2 separate regions of the Danio rerio genome follow, and region 1 is linked to region 2. Evidence: chromatin contacts called from public Hi-C data. All regions are on one chromosome and are shown on one strand. The core of a region is the stretch at or near the end of the contact, and the rest is flanking DNA. Distances in the headings are between cores, read along the strand shown.

Region 1 (3,577 bases), core at 120-2,619, 350 kb after region 2:
TATTTATATCTATTTAAAATTGATTTAGACAACGCAAGTATACAGATATCTGTTTTCCATGACTTTTCCAAAACTTTGTGGGTGTTTCTGCTTTTTCAAAACTTTTCCAAGCCTGAAAAATGTCATGTCCAACTTCCATGACTTTTCCATGACCCTTTGAACAGTGTGATTTATTTTATCTTTGCCATGATGACGGTAAATAATATTTGACTAGATTTTTTTCAAGACTCTTCTATACAGTTTAAAGTGACATTTAAAGGCTTAACTAGGGTAAATAGGTCAACTAGGCAGGTTAGGGTAATTAGGTAAGCTATTGTATTGTATAACGATTCTTTGTTCTGCAGACTATCCAAAAATATATAGCTTAAAGGGGGCTAATAATTGTGACCTTAAAATGGATTTTAAAAAAATGTGTACTGCTTTTATTCTAGCCAAAATAAAAAAATAACACTTTCTTCAAAAGAAAAAATATTATCAGACATACTGTGAAAATTTCTTTGCTCTATTAAACATGATTTAGAAAATATGAAACAAAAATATTAATAAAAAGCAAAGGGGGGATAATATTTCTGATTTCAACTGTAGCCTTTTATTAGTGGCTTTAAATCTGAAGGTGGGATTTTGCACCCCTTTATCTTCCTTGTTAGGGCTGTTTCCATCTTAACAATGACAGCAACACAACAAATCAGGAAAAACAACAGTAACATGCACAGAAACATCTGTACAGAACACTACTGATATTGAGGCAAAGTTGGTCTTAGTTCAGTGACAACTTGTGACATACAATAACATGCAGGTATGACTTGAAAGCAACTTTAGCACGTTATTTATTTGACTGTGAACAATGTTGTGCTTTGATAGTCATTTGCTGCTGATATGATTTCACTATTTATAATTGCCAGCGAATACTTTTATGAAATTATATTATTATGGAGAACGTCTGAATGTGTAAATATAAAAGCAACTTTACCTCAATTACACTGATCCCTTTCTACAGAAGACGGAATGAGGAGGATGACAGCAAACATTCTAAACGGTTTAAAAAAACACATATTGAATTAGCATTATAACATGGCCATAAAAGGACTGTGTTAAAATACAAAGCTGAAGTGGCATTTTACGAAATAACGTTACATCTGTATAAAACATCAACAGCAGTGAATCAACACTCGTGATTTTTCAAGACATGTATTTAACGCAGGTTAACGATTATAGACCTTTACAGGGAGCAGAAATCAAAACTGTGAAACGACATATAACAATAACTTACCAAACATTAAATGAAAACGAATTTAGTAGTAAAATAATCAAATGCTGTTTTCACAATATTATTCCTCAACACTTCCTTGTTCGATTGTTCGAACCGAGCTGACTGTTAAAGAGTGTTTCGGTCATCAGCGCCTCTTGTGGACTGGAGATTTAGAGGTTTCACGTGCAAGGTAATGATGTAATAATAATGTAATATATAATGGTGTGATTGCATATTACGTTCATTCATTCATTTTCTTTTCAACTTAGTCCCTTTATTAATCCGTAGGAATTAACCGACAACTTATCCAGTATATGTTTTACGCAGCACTCTAAAAAATGTTGAGTTATTTATTTAACCCAATGGTTGAGTTAAACATATTTGGTGCATTGTTGTAGTATTTTTAACCTGTAGGTTATTAATTAATAACTCAACCAGCTGAGTTAAATATTTGGTGCTTTGATGGGTTATTTTTAACCTGTAGGTTATTTATTAATAACTCAACCAGCTGAGTTAAATATTTGGTACTTTGTTATGTTATTTCTAACCTTTATTTGCTTATTTATTTAATAACTCAACCAGTTGGGTTAAAAATGTTAAAATTAAATGTAAAAATTTCAACAGTCAACTGATTTAACTGACACAAAACAGCTGTATTATTATGCGTAACATTGTTTTTGAGTTATAAAGTTTATTTCAGCTGTAACCAGGCCCGGATTAAGAACTCAGGGCCTGGGCACATTATCTTGTAAGGCCCCTACCTGGCCACACCACTATAGCTTAATTAAAGAAATAAGAATAATATAATAATTTTAAATAAAATGAATCTATAATTTGTTGCCCAAATATTTAAATAAATGATATAAACATTTTTAGTCTACAAAGATTTAACTTATTTTTCAAATCACTGAAAAAAAATACTAATAAAACTAGTGAAAATTAATGTCTTTTAGTATACTTGTTCAAGTTCACTGACACAGTACAACATTATATATATTATTTACTGTAATCATGGCAAAGATAAAATAAATCAGTTATTAGAAATGAGTTTAAAACTATTATGTTTAGAAATGTGTTTAAAAAAATCTGTTCTTCGTTACACAGAAATTAGGGAAAAAATAATAGGGGTGCTAATAATTCAGGGGGGCTAATAATTCTGACTTTAACTGTATATGCACAAATATAATATTGTATAGCTTTCTATTAAAATATGAACCTAAAAGATAGATTTGTGAGGGGTGTACTACTATATATGCTGAGCACTGTATCTGTCAACATCTAAAGAAATGTGTTTTTGGGTTTAATTATCCTTTAAAATATATAATAAATTCACATTTAATAAAACATTTAACTTCAGTTTTTTTGAGCTCAGAAACAAACAAACAAACAAACAAACAAACAAACAAACAAACAAACAAACAAACAAACAAACAAACAAACAAACCAACCAACACCAACAAACAAACAAACAAACAAACAAACAAACAAACAAACAAACAAACAAACAAACAAAGGGTCTTTTAAATTTAGAAATGACGATTTCTGTTTGAGGGACTCGCCCCAACACTTCCCCATCATTTGTCCAGCTCTCCCCTGATTGGTTGGCGAGCCAAATCAAAGGTAACCATGGGTCAACTTTGGCCCGCGGGCTCTATATTGGGGATCTCTGCACTGGAGGAAGAGTAAAAAGTGGGTAAATCTTTATTTTGGGTGACATATCGCTTAATGTTAATAATAGAAACACCACATGTGTGTGTACCTGTGAGCGGGTCTGCAGCTGGATATGTCTCCCACCACCCCCTGCAGTGCTGAAGCTGATCTCCGGTGGAGTAGCAATGGAGTTTATTTTTCGCTACATTTTAAGCCACAGGTGAGTGTGTACACGAGAAAAAGTGAATGACATTCGATGACTGCGTTGGGAAAACAGCTAGAGGTGATCATGAAGTAAAATCCCATGACAACATTAACGGAAGTTTTGTTTGTGAGGGGTGAAATGTGAAAGCGTAACTTAGGCCTACTAAACGGCCTTATCGATCTTCGTTTGTTTTCAGATAACGTTTAGCCTACTGAAACAAAAACACCGAAATACGACGTACTGTTGTGCACAAATAACACATTATATGGTACATGGAGTAAATTCTGTGTATTTTAGGTTTATTTGTGTAGCTACTGGTTGGAGTCACTTTGTTCACAGATTCAGAGTTATTATCATTATTAACGACGATGACACTGCTAGAATCATCATCATGATGGTAAATAATGATTACATTTTAGCACAATGTTGTATTATTAGGCCTACTTGATTTTTTTTCCACCTGCATTTTCAGG
Region 2 (3,802 bases), core at 284-2,783:
GTTGATGAGTCCATGCAACGAAAAGGACATGATACACAACATACAAACGCACCTGATACACTGTACATATGCACATGATACAATCTATACATGATACACTATACATATGCACACATTATATACTCTCTACTTATGCACTCATGATACACTCCGTAAAATTCGAGCCTCAGCTGGGTCAGTTAGCATTTCGGAGTGGAGTTTGCATGTTCGTCTGAGTTTCCTCTGGGTGCTCCGGTTTCTCCCACAAGTCCAAAGGCATGCGGTACAAGTGAAATGGGTAAGCTAAAATTGTCCGTAGTGTGTGAATGAGAGTGTATGAATGTTTCTCATTACTGGGTTGCAGCTGGAAGGGCATCTGCTTCATAAATCATATGGTGACCCCAGATTAATAAAGGAACTAAGTCAAAAAGAAAATGAATGAATGAATAATAATATTTTTTAATACTTAAAAAATGGTTACCAGGTATATAATGAGATTTTCTTTTCCTTTGACGCCATATTAATATAATATAATATAATATAATATAATATAATATAATATAATATAATATAATATAATATAATATAATATAATATAATATAATGTGTTGTCAAGTCCAGTGTCAATGAAAATAAATTATTAAAAAGATTAAGGGCTCTGGTTATAGATATTTACATTAGATGTCGCCTACCCTGTTGTTGTCTATTGAATGGAATGCGTCAATAGAGCCGCCATTTTAGTACAGGTTAGCGCTCCTTTGAAATGAATGTGGGACCAAGCTGCAGTGGAGGACTGTGGCCATGCAGAGCCAGAGAATTTCGGGAGTTTTCCTGGTGGTCATTATGCAAAATTATTTTTTAAATTACGAAAATTATAATTTGACATCACTTTTCTACATTGGTGGATAAGTTATCACACGTGCACGTTCCTGACAAAAAAAGTTTGTGTTTGTGTGTATGCTAATGTATTATCAACCCTCCCTGTTAGATCTAATCTGTGTCCTGAAACACCCCCTGTCTTCTCATTCTAACTGAGGGAGCGATTTGTTTGTGAATTAATCTCCGTTATGAACGACTCGTTCACTTTAGCTGACAACAATACAAGTTTCTGGCAGCGCAGCATCTTGTCATATTTCATTTACTTTGTTACTTTGCAAAACTAGCATAAGCTTGGTACTGAGTGTGTTATCATCAGTAATGTTGCTTGTTTAGCACATATGTTTATAACATACAAAAACAAAATCTTATCTATGAAATGTTCTGCCTCTGTGCTTTGTTTTCTTTGTTTGCTCGTTACTACACCCGTACACAGCGCTAAAAATCCAGCATCTTCACGTTGTCACTCTTGACAAGCGCGGTTGAATGACATTTGTGCCGGGAGCACTGTACAAATGTGGCGGCGCTGTGGACGCATGCTCAGGGTCCGTATGCGATATCTAGTGTATATATCTATAGGCTCCTTTATGGACTCTGGTAAGGTGGAAGTGTTTGAAGGATATTTATTGGCTGAATAAGTTGTCATGGTTGCATGGTCCCACAGACTCCACCCACACTCTCTGTCACTAGCTTTTAGCCATCTCGGCTAGCTGTTCCGTTCTGGCCATTTTCTAATTGTTTTGTTTGTGTCTGTGGTGCTTCTTTGAGAGAAGACTGTGCGATGGTTGTGTTGAATAGCAATAACAATGAGGAACAGGATATAATGTAAGTGTATTTTTTTAGCATGTAGCTTGTAGCCGATAGCTAATTATTTTATTTGGTTCACGACATACACGTCAGTTGTTTTTGTTAGCCGGCTAAGCTCATAAGCGTAACTAAATGCACGCCGTATAACGTCACATATGTCTATAGCATCTTTATCATCCACTGTTTTATATAAATGATGTAATGATAATAAGAGTTTTAAGGTGTTTTTATTGTAAATGATATATAAATTATTATTCAGCACATTAGCCGATTGTCTTATCTATCTATCTATCTATCTATCTATCTATCTATCTATCTATCTATCTATCTATCTATATATATATATATATATATATATATATATATATATATATATATATATATATATATATACATACACTTTATTTTCTGTCTCTAGTTATTTGTTTATTGTTAATATTTCCTATAATTTTGATTTTGGCTGCTGGTTTCTCTTTCGGTGAGCAAGGAAGGGTTCTTCCCAACAAATACTATTAAAATAGATAGATAGAAGAACAAACCTGTAAGATGCCTAGAATGTACATATGTTTTTGCAGAGATAAGCTGTGACCTATTTCCATGAAGCATCTGGCCTGTGGCTAGAGCTATAAATAAAAACACTCCAGTGGGTCTTCACAGAAGAATCTGTAGTTTCACTACAACACTGAAAGACATTTAAGTCCACTGACACAATTAATGAATCCACCCAAACCTGGTTTACACATATGCATGTATAATTGTATTTGAGACCAATATATCATTAACCACATATTTTTTTAACTTACCTAATTGGATTAGTGATTAATGCATAAACTGTTTGAGTAAGCAATTTTATTAAATGATTTTGAAGAGATTTTTGTTATTTTTTTTATTGCAGCCTAAATGAGCCACGATGCTCATCTCTTCCCAGCTCCCCCGCTAAACGTGTTTCTCCGGCCAAAAAAAAGCAGTTCTTTATTAATCAGGCTATTCGTAACTCGGACCTTATTCCCAGAGCCAAGGGCAAGAAGAGTCAAAGACGACAGGAAAACAGTGAGTCTTGTTTTTTTATTTTTGGGGACTTCACTATGTCATTAATGTTTATTTTATTTATTAATTACTCCACAGCATGTGTTTACCCAAATAAAAATGATGTGATCATTTGCTCACTTTATTACATTTTCATATACAACCTATTGAACACATTAGTAGGCCTGTCATAATAATCCGTATATCGACATATCGTCTAATACTTGATGACCTCAATCATTTCTGATATATATCATAATAACATATATATTTACAAATTCACAAATAACGTGAAATCCATTTTACAATGCAGGGTTCAACGCTACGGATTTGTTCTACTAATCCGATCGGGCCAATGGTTCAGATTTTTACTTGCCCTGCCAAAATTTCCACTGGCCCCACCAAAGTAAAAATAGCTATTAAATTTTATTATTTTTTTATCTCAAAAAAATAAAAAAATAAAAATAAATATATACAAAAAATAAATAAATAGGGCGGCGCAGTGGGTAGCACGTTCGCCTCACGGCAAGAAGGTCGCTGGGTCGCTGGTTCGATCCTCGGCTCAGTTGGCGTATCTGTGTGGAGTTTGCATGTTCTCCCTGCGTTCGCGTGGGTTTCCTCCGGGTGCTCCGGTTTACCCCACAGTCCAAAGACATGCTGTACAGGTGAATTGGGTAGGCTAAATTGTCCGTAGTATATGAGTGTGTGTGTGAATGTGTGAATGTGTTTCCCAGAGATGGGTTGTGGCTGGAAGGGCATCCACTGTGTAAAAACATGTGCTGGATAAGTTGGCGGTTCATTCCGCTGTGGCGACCCCGGATTAATAAAGGGACTAAGCCGACAAGAGAAAATGAATTTAAAAAAAAAGTGTAAAAAATAATGTCTATAATTATTTAAATGTTAAAAATTATCCAAATAATATTTTTAAAATGTTAATATACGTATAATGAGCAAAATTATGTGTTAACAAAACAGAAAGAGCAGTATGGAAAATGTGAAGGTATTTTATTTCAGTTACAAATTATTTAACAAAAGGTGGCCTCTATTGGGCCAGTAATGATCCCGTTTACTGTCCCAAGCGTCTCTCAAATTGGCCCCGGGCCATCAGGCTGTC

The links. Hi-C and Micro-C count contacts between places; a contact is called where the count stands out from the background.
Region 1: a Hi-C map of an unstated tissue shows a contact between it and region 2, with 4 times the contacts expected there. The contact joins the promoter of babam1 here to the promoter of r3hdm4 in region 2. A contact is called at or near these places in 1 of 18 Hi-C or Micro-C datasets (an unstated tissue) and 1 of 4 datasets of contacts at active chromatin or transcription factors (embryo).

The regions. Positions count from the first base shown.
Region 1 is chr11:6,194,292-6,197,868 of GRCz12tu, forward strand. It overlaps babam1 (BRISC and BRCA1 A complex member 1), which reads right to left and starts at 1,370. Exons shown (of 10, transcript NM_001003752.2): 1 at 1,271-1,370; 2 at 971-1,029. All of the region lies in intron 1 of LOC141376513, which reads left to right.
Region 2 is chr11:5,847,659-5,851,460 of GRCz12tu, forward strand. r3hdm4 (R3H domain containing 4) reads left to right here and starts at 1,534. Exons shown (of 8, transcript NM_001080647.1): 1 at 1,534-1,680; 2 at 2,558-2,712. The coding sequence starts at 1,637.